Linked DNA regions of Sus scrofa: all the other regions are linked to region 3. Evidence: chromatin contacts called from public Hi-C and HiChIP or PLAC-seq data. All regions are on one chromosome and are shown on one strand. Each heading gives the region's core, a stretch centred on a gene start, on an enhancer-like site or on the middle of the called end of the contact. The rest is flanking DNA. Distances are from core to core; before and after follow the strand shown. Region 1 holds the start of NSUN5 (probable 28S rRNA (cytosine-C(5))-methyltransferase). Region 2 holds the start of POM121C (nuclear envelope pore membrane protein POM 121C). Region 3 holds the start of HIP1 (huntingtin-interacting protein 1).

Region 1 (4,350 bases), core at 688-3,187, 230 kb before region 3:
TGAGAAAAACATCAGACAAATCCTTATGGAGGGACCTTCTACAAACTACTGACCAGGAGTCCTTAAGACCACCAAGGTCATCAAAAACAAAGAAAGTCTGAAAAACTGTCACAGACAAGAGGAGCCCAAGGAGACATGACTGAATGTAATGTGATGTCCTGGGTGACATTCAGGGACAGAAAAGGACATCAGATAAACACTAAGGAAATCTGAATAAAAAGTGGATGTACCTGTTACCCACCCTCTGGAAGGAGGGGAGACTGTTTCAGGATGGGTCAACTCTAGCACAGCTGGTTGTCCAGAACCACATCAGTGTGTGGTCTGTTCATCCAGTCATTCCTTCGCTCAACAGATACTAAGTCCTTATTGTGAAAAAGACACTGCACTTGGAGGTAAAGATAGATGAGTGTCAAAACAGACATGGATTTTCCCTCCTGGAGCCAGCTGGGGAGAAAGAGAGTAAGTCATAACCACATATGGGACAGGTGCTGTGAAGAAAATAAAATAGGAGTTCCTGTTGTGGGGCAGCAGAAACAAATCCAACTAGGAACCATGAGGTTGTGGGTTTGATCCCTGGCCTTGTTCAGTGGGTTAGGGATCTGGCATGGCCGTGAGCTGTGGTGTAGGTTGCAGATGCGGCTCAGATCCTGCGTTACTGTGGCTGTGGTGTAGGCTGGGAGCTGTAGCTCCAATTTGACCCCTAGCCTGGGAACCTCCATATGCCGTGAGTGTGGCCCTAAAACAAGAAAAGAAAAGGAAAAAAAAAAATAGATGATTTGATGGGAGAAAGGAGGAGAGTTCCACTAGAAGGTCACTTATGAACCAACCTAGAGCCACAGGAATGGGTTAAACCTTTAAGTGACTCAAGTGATTTCAATGTAGACTAGAATCAAGCTTCCTGCAAAACGCTTGCTTATACGTTATTAGTATACAGAGAATATACAGGCTGGAATATTCTAGTTCACAGAGGCCTGCCTGCTTGAATGCTTGAGATACACATATACAAGGCTTTTCTTTTATTTCTTTTGCTTTTCTTTTCCCCAATTAACCCATTATGTATCAGTAACTACATGGGCGCTAAGGACCCATATAGTACCCAGTCCCTGTCCTCTGGGGGTGGGGGTGTCAGCCTGGGGAAATGGGCCTATAGATGAATTGTCACAAGGAATTCATGAAAGGCTAGCCTTTTGGAAACAGAGTGAGAGCCCTTCTCACATCATGTGCCAAACCCAATTCTAAATGGATTTAAGTCTGAAATGATGAAGCCATAAATGATTTCTCTATTGTATACATGTGAAGTGGTTTTCAAGTCTGACAGTAAAGGCCAGACCTTTACATAAAGGCAAAGATTTAAACAATTTGAACACCATGTTGTCCCAAACAAATATAAACCACAATAAAAAGCAACGATAAACTGGAAAAACGTCAAAACCTAAGATAAGAAGTACAGATATTGCTGGAGTTGCCTCCTGGCTCAGCAGGTTAAGGATCCTTGTTGTCTGCTGTGGTTCTGGTTACAGCTGTGGTGGGGGGTTCCATCCCTGGCCCAGGAACTATCACATGCTATAGGCACCACAAAAAAAAAGAAATTTATATTGTTAATACATAAAAGGCACGAAGAGAAAGACCAAAGACGAGTGAATAAGGCATTTACATGCCATAACAGAAGAAATACAACCAATAACATGAAAATATTCAACTTCAATCACAGAAATTAAAACAACAGAATCTCTTGCCTATGAGATCGGCAAAGATTGAAAGAAAAAAGCGAAGAGCTATGAAGACGTGGTGAACCGGACTCCTAAGGTCGGCCGTCTCCGCCGGGAAGGAGCTTGAACCCGTACAAGCCTCGGGAACACTTAAATCGGCACTGGGAATCCGGGTCCGGAAGCCCGTGCCCTTTGACCCCGGAAGTGCGGCCGGGCGGGGCGGTGCGCTTCACGACAGAGCCGTAAAGGCGCGCGCAGGCAGCAACGCGGAGCATGGCTGTGTACGCTGCGGCGGCGGCGGTGCTGGCGGGCGTGGAGAGCCGCCAGGGCTCCCTCAAGGGACTAGTGTACGCCAGCAGCTTCCAGGTAGAGGGGTTCGAGGTTTCGGCCCGGGAGGGAGCCCCTGCGGGGGGCTAGTCCGGTCCGGCCCCCTCCTCACCTGGGTCCTTTTGGCCGCGCGCAGAATGTGAAGCAGCTGTACGCGCTGGTGTGCGAGACGCAACGCTACTCCGCTGTGCTGGACGCCGTGATCGCCAGCGCCGGCCTCCTCCGCGCAGAGAAGAAGCTGCGGCCGCACCTGGCCAAGGTGATGGCGGGGTGGGGCGGGCGGGGCGAGCCCCTCCTAACCCGGTCCTAGCTCGGCTACCGTCCACAGTGTGACTCTAGCAAGTCTCTCCTCTGAAAAGAGGAGGCACAGCCCCTCGCCGGGTTATGAATTGAAGTGAGGCGAACAGACTTAACTTGGAGCCTTGTGTGAAAGATTAAGAACGGAGATGCAAAGTACAGATGCAAAGTAGTGATGGCAGGGGTTGTTGTCTTTGGGTGCACGATGCTGTTGACAAGGGAGGAGGGTTGGGATGCAGAGCTCTCCTGCTGAGGAGAGAAGCCGTGGGGAAAGGGTTCAGGACTGGGAAGCAAAGTACCAGGTTGAAATCATGTATCTGCCATTATTTCTTGTGTGATCTTGAGGAAGATATCTTTTACCTGTTAGTGTCTCCGCCCGCCCCGAACCCCCAGACCAGAGATTGAACCTGGGCTGCAGGGTCACAGCTGCGAATCCTAACTCCTAAATCCCCAAAGAACTCTCTGTATTGGGTATTTCTGTCTACAGTACACGGAGGTCTCCAAATCATACCTGTGAATAAATCTGTAATGAAGTCAAACGTCACTCTACAATGTTTTTTTCCTTAGATCTCTTTTTTTCAGCCACTATTTTGGGGGCACTTAAGCAGGAAGTTTGTAATAAGTTTCTAAGTGACTTTTGATCCTATCTCCTCCAGCTTTTTTCTGCAAATCACTATTCGTATAATCTCAAAGCCTCCATCAAAGTTTCTTCAGTGCCTCTCACAACAAGGCGAGGTTCTCTTCCTGAGAATCAAGTTTCTCCATGATACGGACATGACTTACTGGTGTCTATCAGGCATCCTCTCCACAGCACCTGTTACTGCCTTGACAGGTGGTTAGCCGTATCCAGTTCCAGCATATTTTGATGTTCCAGGGTATTCACGCTCAAAGTTTTACCTCTTCCTTTCCTCACCCCCAGGTGCTAGTGTACGAACTGTTACTTGGAAGAGGCTTTAAAGGGCATGGGGGCCGATGGAAGCCCCTGCTGGACCGGCACCAGGCAAGGCTGAAGGCTGAGTTGGCCCGGCTCAAGGTTCGTCGAGGTGTGAGCCGGAACGAGGACCTGTTGGAGGTGGGATCCAAGTCTGACCCAGGTGAGCTGAAAGGAGTTGTGGGGCTGGGGGATAGCCATCAGGCCCTCACCGGCGAGGGCCGCGTTCCCGCCTGCTCATTGCCGATTGCTTCCTAGCCTCCCAGGTGCCTCGATTTGTGCGGGTGAACACTCTGAAGACCCGCTCTGAGGATGTAGTTGATTATTTCAAGAGACAAGGTTTCTCTTACCAGGGCCAGGCTTCCAGGTGAGTTTAGAACCTGCTTGGCTGCCTTCATCCAGGGAGGTGCCTGGGAAATGGGGATTGGCGGGGAGAGAGTCAAGGTGGTTGTGGCTGCACTCAGGTTTTCTTCTTACTTTTCCAGCAGTTTCTCCATCACCTTTCAAGGCCTGTCCTCCTCCATCCCTTAAACAGTGATTCTCCTGGGAGCCTCATTTCGCATTCTTCTAAATGTATCCCTCGGTTTCTTCTTGAGTTCTGACTCCTACCTCTCACCTGATGACTCCATCTCCCAGTCTAGACATTCTCATATATGCCTACTTTCAGGTTAACATCACTGCTTCATAGACACCCCATCACAGCATTCATCTGAATTCATCTTTCCTTTGAATTTGGTACCTCTTGTTTTAAATTATTGCCATTATTATTTTAGCTTTTTAGGGGCCACACCCAAGGCGTATGGAAGTTCCCAGGCTAGGGGTTGAATCAGAGCTACAGCCACCAGCCTACACTACGGCCACACCAGATCCAAGCCACATCTGCAGCCTACACCACAGCTCATGGCAGTGCCAGATCTTTAACCCACTGATCGATGCCAGGGCTCGAACCCGCATCCTCACAGATATTAGTCAGGTTCTTAACCTGCTGAGCCATAATGGGAACTCCTGTTTTTAACTTTGTAAGGCACCTGCATATGTTTTCTCTAGTGACTGCATGAATTTGCATTGCCACAAGCAGTGCCCAAG
Region 2 (4,063 bases), core at 725-3,224, 190 kb before region 3:
GAGCCATGACAGGAACTCCTAAGTGTACTTTTCAAGAATCTAGTATTTTCACCAAATTTTTGTATTCTCTTAAATTATTCAGCTATTTAGACTAAATGAAATCATCTTCACGTATCAAGTTTTATCAGAGTTTTTTCATAGGAACAGCTCTTTGAGCTTGGCTAACCACAGAATTTCTCTTAGTGATCCAAAAAAACAAAAACCAAAAAACCTAACAAAACATATGATTACACTCGAAAAATAAAGCTATCTCCCCCAGAAGAAGGAATATTTATTTAATGGTTTATCCAGTACTCTACTAAATCTATACTGTATGAAAATTCCGTTTTAAGAACTGGAAAGAAAGGAACAGCTGTGGCATCACACCTCATTCCAAAGGGTAAAGGGGGCGAGCAGGAGACGGCTGACAAACATTAAAGTGTTTAAGAGGACAAAACGACACAGAATCCACTTTGACTTAATGAAAAAGAAAATCGGCTTTAAAAGTCAAGTCCTCAATTCAGTCTGTCGATAGAGAGCAGGGTGTGGGGAAGATCAGGGTCATCTTACCGGTGGGAAGGCCTCCTAGAGGGTCGGAGAAGAGGAGTGGGGAGGGAGGGTTGAGTATGAACGCGGTGGGGATGGGCTGATAGAGCTGGCGCCGCGGTGCGGGCAGGTGGGCGGCGGCCGGGCCTCTCCCGCACGTCCCTGGCCTCCGGGGTGGAGGCGGGCTGCGGGGGGCCGGGCTTGCCCAGGTAACTGCCCATGAGGAGCAGTTCAGCGGGGTCAGGTCCTTCGAGTAAGCTCCGCGGCTCTAGAAGATTTCCGTTTACTGCCGACTTGGCCGGGGGCGAGGCGAGCAGTGTTCGCTGACGGCGCGCGTTCCGAACGAGCGAGGAGAAGGCGCGCGAACTTCGGGGCTCGCGGCTCAGTCCCCACCAGGCCGCGGTAGCCCCCACAGCTAGCCAGGCCAGCGCAGCCGCCGCCGGCACCAGGTACAGCACGAGGCCGAGCAGCGACAGGCCGAGCAGTGCCGCCCCTGCCGGCCCTCCGCAGCCCCAGCCCCGGGCCCGACCGTCCCTGACACTCGCTATCAGCCGCCGCCGGTCGCCTCTTCCAGCCGCCGCAGCTGCCGGAGACATCGCGGCTCCGCGCCGCGGAGAAGACTTAAATATCCCAGCGTGCACCGCGCCGCGCGCCGCGTCACCGCGCGCCGCTTGCGTCACTTCGCACGCGACTTGTAAGAGCAACCGCGAGGGGCAACGCTTCTGCCTGGCAACGCGCTAGACCCGACCAATTTCAGAAAATGCTGCCTCGCTGAAACGCCGAGTTCTGATTCTTGAGGCTTCCCGCGTGACCACACGCACAGCACTCATCAAGAGGTGAGCCTGTTGGAAGAGTCACAAAAGCGACTGCTCACCTAATGTTTTCTAGCGGGCTCAACACCCTCTAGGAGATTGTTTTCAGGCACTTTTCACAATTGCTACCTGAGGTTGCGAGTTTTTTCAGTTACTCTGTTTTCTGCCTTCGGCAGAAACTGCTAAAAGGAGTTGACTTCAGCAACAATAAAAAGCAAGACCAACCCAAACTAACCACCCTTGTTAATATGGATCTCGTACTATAAACTCCCGATCAGACAGCCTAAGAGTCTAGTAAACTGCAGATCAGACCTGAAGCTGCAATATGTTTGTGTTTCTGCAATATACATCTCTAAAGGGGGACAATGATCTACGAAATTTCACACTGTGGTCCAGAATCGGGTAGATTTTTGGGATTTGTGATTAATTTACCTGTGTTAAGTTTGGTAGCCTGAGAGAGTAGGTTAGTGGTTGTCTAGGGCTGGGGAGTGTGTTCGGGGTTGGGGGATGGATAGTATCTGCTAAAGGATAGTTTCCTTTGGAGGGAGGGGTACAAAAATGTTTTAAATTAGATTATGGTGATTGTTGTATAACCCTGTGAATTGTATGGTTTTTGAATTATATCTTAATAAAACTTTCTTTAAAAAAGTTGGGGAGGGAGTTCCCGTCGTGGCGCAGTGGTTGATGAATCCGACTAGGAACCATGAGGTTGGAGGTTTGATCCCTGGCCTTGCTCAGTGGGTTGGGGATCCCGTGTTGGCATGAGCTGTGGTATAGGTCACAGACATGGCTCGTATCTGGCGTTGCTGTGGCTGTGGTGTAGGCCAGCAGCTACAGCTCCAATTAGACCCCTAGCCTAGGAACCTCCATATGCCATGGGTGCAGCCCTAGAAAAGACAAAAAAAAAAAGGGTTAAGGATCCGGGTTGTCATAAGTTATAGGTCACAGACCTGGCTCAGATCCCGTGGTGCTGTGGCTGTGGTGTAGGCCTAGCTGTAGCTCTGATTTGAACCCTAGCCTGGGAACTTCTATATTTAGGGTGTGGCCGTAAAAGACAAAAAAATAATAATAAAAAGTTCGGTGGTCTGCCAATTCAGGCTTTGGCCTAGCTCAGCTTCCTCAGCTATTCATTCATTCATTTCTTCATACTATTACTGATATACATTACAGAGATTAATGGGGGGGCAGAACACTGGGTCTCTGATCTCTAGATAACCTCAGTTTAGTAGGGAAGAAAGATATGTAAATAGAAAGTTGTAACAGTGGGATAACAGGCACAAAGAGGGAAGGAATAACGGGGAAGATAGGCTGGGAGGGGTTACTTGAGCTGAGAAAAGTGGCTTACAGGTTCAAGGTAGATGAAAGCATTTTTCAGAAGCACAGAGATGGAAAGTATGACACAGGAGTCTGCAAACAGTTCATTATAGCTGAGATTAGGGTTTTGGTGGCAATAGGGAGATGGGAAAGATAGGAAGGGCTAAGTAAAGATGCCTCTGGGGCAACTGGGAGAGACAAGTGAGCAGTTCTTTTCCTCCCCAACCCATTCCCAGGGCAATGATGCTTCTATTTGTTGAATATTCTGTGATTCCATTCAAAACCTCATTCGAAAAGGAAAGGGTTTGGGCTGTGTTACTTAAGGGAAAAAAAAAATCTCATCAGTATTGGTATCAGTGGAATAGTGGAACAAAAGCCAAGCTACAATGGGTTAAACAGTGATTAGAAGATGAGTAGATGGAGGCAATGGCTGCAAACTTCCCATCAACAAAATTCAATAATAAGAGAAGATGAAAGATAATATCTTTCTCAGCAGGATCCTTTAAATTATCACATGTTACTGTTCAGGAGAGGAGTTAGAAGTAAACCATCAGTGTACAGATGCTACAAGACTAAGTAATATTTCTTGGCAGTTAATTAAAGAGATCCAAGGCCTGAGCCCTGGGGCACCTCAACATTCAGAGGGCAAAGATAGAGACACACAAAAAGCACAAATCATTTAGTAAAATACAGATAAATATGACTACATTGAAATTTCACACTTCTGTTTGGGAAAAGACAATACAGGCTGCTAAAAGACAAGCCAAGACTGGGAAAATAAGATTCTAACTTAGAACCAAAAAAGGATTAGTAACTAGGATTTCTTAGGAACTCCTAAGAATTAGTGACAAATGATCCCAAATGTTAAGAAGGGCCGTGATATCAAAAGCAATTCACTGAAAAGGAAATCCAAATAGTCAATAGTAAATATATAATATGTACAATATGTATATATATATGTGTGTGTGTGTATACATTATACATATATGTACATAACACATATACATATTTTTTGTCCTCACTAGTAACCTAGGAAAGGTTTATCAAGGTAATGATAACATTTTGCATTCATTTGCACAAGTAGAAAAAATGTAATAGTTCAATAACATCAAGTTTTGGCAAGGATGTGGAACAAATGGAACTTATATGCTGTATGTGGATATGTAAAATAATATAATTTGGAGAGCATCTTAATAGTATCTCACAAAGTTGAAGAAACAGGATTTCCTGATAGCTTAGTGGATTAAGGGTGTGACACTGTCACTGCTGTGGCTTGGGTCACTGCCATGATGGGGGTTTAATCCTTAGCTCCAGAACGTCCACAGGCCATGAGTGCAATCAAAAAACAAAAAACAAACCAAAAAAAGGAGTTCCTGTTGTGGCGCAGCAGAAATGAATCTGACTAGGAACTA
Region 3 (4,140 bases), core at 495-2,994:
ACTTATTTGAGACTCTAGAAGGAGGGAATTACCATTTATTTTCCTTTTCCATTAAAAAAAAAAAAAAAAAAAGATTCACACTGCGTCCTGGAGCAAGAAGCCTCATGTGCCCAGGCAGCTAGTTGAGGCAGTGACACCCACAGCAGACAGGTAGCTTCCTTCTTTTCTGCAGTCCAGCCCAGAAAGTCAGAGGACAAAACCTCAAACCTAGCTGGACCCTGGGAAGCGGAAGTGAACGGCCATCTCTCCCATCCCATCTGAGACAGGATGATGACCTGGAGGGGACACTCTCTATTTACATCACCCAAACACACCTGCGAAGGTCCAGAGGTGCCTCGAAAAAGAAGAGGATGAGGTCCCCTGCGACGAAGAGCTTTATTCTTTGCCAGATTCTATACACAGAACACTCAGGACCTCGAACTCTTTTCCATCCAAAACCCCAAAGCCCTTCCCTCATAGGGTACTGTGTTTGGAGGGGGAGGTGAGCAGAACACAGCAGGAGAATCAGCCTCTGGCAGTGGAGGCCCCCCTGGATCTTCAAAGGCTCCACTCTGAGAGCAAGAGTGAAGAACAAATCTGCCCATACAACTTTGGCACTGGTATTAATAGAAGTGCTGTGCCCTTCGAAATGGATTTTGCATACAAACGAGCCGAAAATATGTCAGCTTTATTCAGTCCAATCAATACTCCAGGCATTAAAACTCTGAGGTAAAAATGGATTGTGGCTTTTTGTTGATGACAGAGAAGAATTTTGGCCCCCAGCCCTGGTCAGGCTGGACAAATGGGGCAGCCTGCCGATTCGCTGTCAGGCACATTTTGGGGGATGAAACCAAAACCCCAACTCAGGGTTCTGGGTAGCTCAGGGCAGCTCAACTTGACCAGCATGGGGCCGTCGGTCGGAGAGCCTCGGACCCTGCCCCCCTGGCCGGCCCCCTCCTCCAGCCCCCAGTTATCGTCCAAACTCGGCCACACATCGCATTTCCTACATTCCTTCTCGCCGCTCAGACCCCTTCAGCTCGGCCCTCAGAGGCCGACAGCTGGGGGTGGTGTGAGCCAAGCAAGAGGCACAAGGAAGGGGGTGCTAGAGGTGGGGGGAATGTCAGCGCAACCCTGAGGCGACAGAGAAGGGAGCAAAGGGCTCCCACCCCTCAGACACCCGACCCGGCGCCCCACTGGTGTCCCTCAGCAGCTCCTCAGTGAGCTGCCCCAGACTAGGGGCACCCCTTTCATTCGGCCCCTTTCGGGTTCCTTCCCCCTCTCGCCGCTCCTGAGACCCCTCCCCTGCCCCGCCAGGACCCTCCGCCTTCGGCCGCGCAGCTGGCATCCTGCCAGCAACTCGGGGCCGCCCTGCCCTCTTCCCCAGATGCCCTCGGGGTCCCCGACCGTCCCGAATCGCCTGGACCAACACGCTAGATGAGCTCTCTCGCGGCCCCTAGCCCGGTCCTTCCCTGGGCCTGCAAGACCTCTACTCCCTTCAAGTCCGCCTCTGGACACAGAGTCTCGGGATGCCCCAGCCGTGCACGCCCCGGCGTCCCCGGGTCCTCACCTGAGTCCGCTCGAAGCTCTCCCGCTCTGCCGCCTCCATCCCCGCGCCGACCCCACGCCGGCTCAGCACCTTTGGCAGAGGGTTGGGTACCTGCTTCATGGAACTGGCCATCCGGTCCATGTCGCCTCGCGGAGCCGAGTCAGGGGCCCTCTGCCGCCCCGGGATCCCCACGGCGCCGCCTGCCCCGCCCTACCCGCTGGGATCCGGCGCTAACGGGACGGCTCCCTCCTCCCATTGGCTGAGAGCGCTGCTACTCTCTCGAGGCCCCGCCCCCACTCAGAGGCTTCCCCGCCCGCCCCCGCCCCCTCCGGAGCTCCTCCGGCGCGCCCCGCCCGCCCGGGCCCCCGGGACCTAGAGGCGAGAGCAGAGCGGCCGGGAAGCCTGTCAGTCACTGGGTCCCGCGGCTCCAGGCGGGGGCGGGCGAGGGGCGGGGCGGGGGCGGCCCTGACCTGCCCTGGCCAGCCCCTCGCCGCCCCACCGCCCCTCGCCCGCCCCTCCCCCGACGCCAAGCGCGCCGCTCTCCTCGCCCTGCCGTGGCCGCCCCTTCCTCTAGAGCAGCGCTCTGCTTGTGCGGAGGGTCGCTGCCAGGTCCCGGCTTGGTGGGCGGCAGCCAAGCTGGAGGAGAGTCAACGGGACTCCCGCAGGGAATCTGGGCCCGCCTGGGACTGGCCTATTTACTCGCTCGGGATGAACCAACTCGGCGGCCGAGTCCCGGGATGCGCTACCCCGAGGCCGGCTTCTGCAGATTGGGTCGGCTTCTTACAAACCTGGACGCCTTGGGTGGCAGCTCCCACCCAGCTCCCTTGCTTCTTCCTCATCCCATCCCTGCCCCGAATCCCTGCCCATCCCTTTTGTAATGATCGCGACCCAGGAGCGCTGGGCTGGGTCCGTGGAAGCCTCTCGACACCTTTCCAAACCTCTCATTATCTGGATCTAGCCAGAACATATCGTTGGTAGAATCCCCTGTAGACACTTTATATTTATCCCCGGCTCTGGGACAACCTCCTGTCCTGCTCAGACGTCCGCCAAGGAACCGAAAGGCGACAGGCAGAGGGAAGTGTGATCCCTTAGCCGAGTTGCTGAAGAAAGTGAAGTTTCCCGTTACGTGCCAATTTTGGTGTTTTAAAAATAAACGCTTTGAAACTCAGTAAAGAAAGGCATTACTTTTTTTTTTTAAACTAAGAGCTTTTGATAAAATTCACACATTCAATAGAGAAGTGGAAGAGGGGGTGGGCCTCTGCAGGCACTAGGGAGCCACTGAAGGCTTTTGCTCAGACCTGTGCTTTTCAGAGCTGGCATTGTGTGGACGGGATTACTGGGGGAGAGGGAAGTGAGGGGACAGATGGGGAGATTCCAGCAGTAGGTGAGAGACAATGAGGGCCTCCACCAGCAAGGAAGGGAGAAAGTTCAGTCCTGTGGGACGTTCTGTGAATAGGTTTGGACAAAGAGAACAGAGGGAGCGAGGAGGCAGTGTTGGGGCAGAATTTCTGTAGAAGAATTTAAGGGCGAGGTTGATGGACGGGAATTGTCTCAGGCTACATGTGCACAGCAAGCAAGCTGGTTTCACCTTGTCTTAGATTGTGCTAGTAGGGGAGGCCCTGGGAGTGACTCCCCTTGGGTTTCTCTGGGATGAGGTTAGCTGTCACCTCATTTTCCAGGCTTTGCTCTAATCTTGGGAGAGGAGGCACCTGAACAGAACTGTGGCCTAAGGTAGAAAATGGATCACTGAGAGACCCCAATCTCTAGATCTCCAAGCCTCGATTTCCTGCTAGTGCCTCCCATTGGCCAAACCAGCTGGAAGTAGGAGGGCTAGGGTGATGGTCACCCCTGCCCCCACCCCTCTTTCCAGGCTCAGAGCAGAGTGGAAAAGAGTGCAGGCTGGATCTGGAGATTCCCCGCATGGGGGCTCCCAGGAGTGTACCTACAAGGAAAACAGGTAGCTTCATAAGATGACCTCTGTGTGCCCATTCTTGGTCCTGCACCTGCCTGGTGCCCTGGACCCAGCTAAAGAGTGATTTATGATCCTTTGCCCAGAGTTTATGGCTTCAATAAACAGGGGCTTTTTAAACGGGGATTAAGGGATCAGCCTACTTCTTATTAGAATAAACCAGAGTAGGAATCAGGAATTTGTGGTTTGGAGGCACCCTATGGAGAAAGACTCAAGCTGGTTACCTTCCTCTGCGAAACTCAGAGTGAGTTAAAAATAACATTTCCCACTTGCCACAGAGCAGAACTCTTTGCCAAGGATTGAGGGGAACCCTCCCCTGGGATATAAACTTCAGGAATCTGCTAGTTTCCTTCAGCTCTTACTACCTCTCCCAGTAATGCTGGAACCACCTGTTTGATACCTTCTGGGGATGCCAGGTTTCCAGACATGGAATCCTACCTCTGGGAAACCCACAGGAGGAATGGTAATTGTCTTTTGACCTGTCCCATTCCACACCTAGTTTGAATCTGATTTTTTTTTTTTTTTTTGGCTACACCCAAAGCATGCAGAAGTTCCCTAGCCAGGGATCAAACCCATACCACAGCAGTGACCCAAGCCACAGCAGTGATGACACCAGATCCTTAACCTGCTGAGCCACCAGTGAACT

Evidence for each region. A called contact is a pair of places that touch in the nucleus more often than the background predicts. HiChIP or PLAC-seq counts read pairs in DNA pulled down with a chosen protein or histone mark.
Region 1: an H3K27ac HiChIP or PLAC-seq map of alveolar macrophages shows a contact between it and region 3. The contact joins the promoter of NSUN5 here to the promoter of HIP1 in region 3. A contact is called at or near these places in 8 of 47 Hi-C or Micro-C datasets (liver, mesenteric adipose tissue, omental adipose tissue and 4 more) and 2 of 2 datasets of contacts at active chromatin or transcription factors (alveolar macrophages and skeletal muscle).
Region 2: a contact with region 3 is called in a Hi-C map of embryonic fibroblasts, with 1.6 times the contacts expected there. The contact joins the promoter of POM121C here to the promoter of HIP1 in region 3. A contact is called at or near these places in 11 of 47 Hi-C or Micro-C datasets (embryonic fibroblasts, fetal heart ventricle, heart right ventricle and 7 more) and 2 of 2 datasets of contacts at active chromatin or transcription factors (alveolar macrophages and skeletal muscle).

The regions. Positions count from the first base shown.
Region 1 is chr3:10,639,650-10,643,999 of Sscrofa11.1, reverse strand. NSUN5 (probable 28S rRNA (cytosine-C(5))-methyltransferase) reads left to right here and starts at 1,937. Exons shown (of 10, transcript XM_005661971.3): 1 at 1,937-2,075; 2 at 2,173-2,295; 3 at 3,253-3,427; 4 at 3,523-3,631. The coding sequence starts at 1,983.
Region 2 is chr3:10,606,986-10,611,048 of Sscrofa11.1, reverse strand. POM121C (nuclear envelope pore membrane protein POM 121C) reads right to left here and starts at 1,974. Exons shown (of 14, transcript XM_003124420.5): 1 at 550-1,974. The coding sequence starts at 1,121.
Region 3 is chr3:10,414,022-10,418,161 of Sscrofa11.1, reverse strand. It overlaps HIP1 (huntingtin-interacting protein 1), which reads right to left and starts at 1,744. Exons shown (of 34, transcript XM_021086314.1): 1 at 1,547-1,744. The coding sequence starts at 1,666.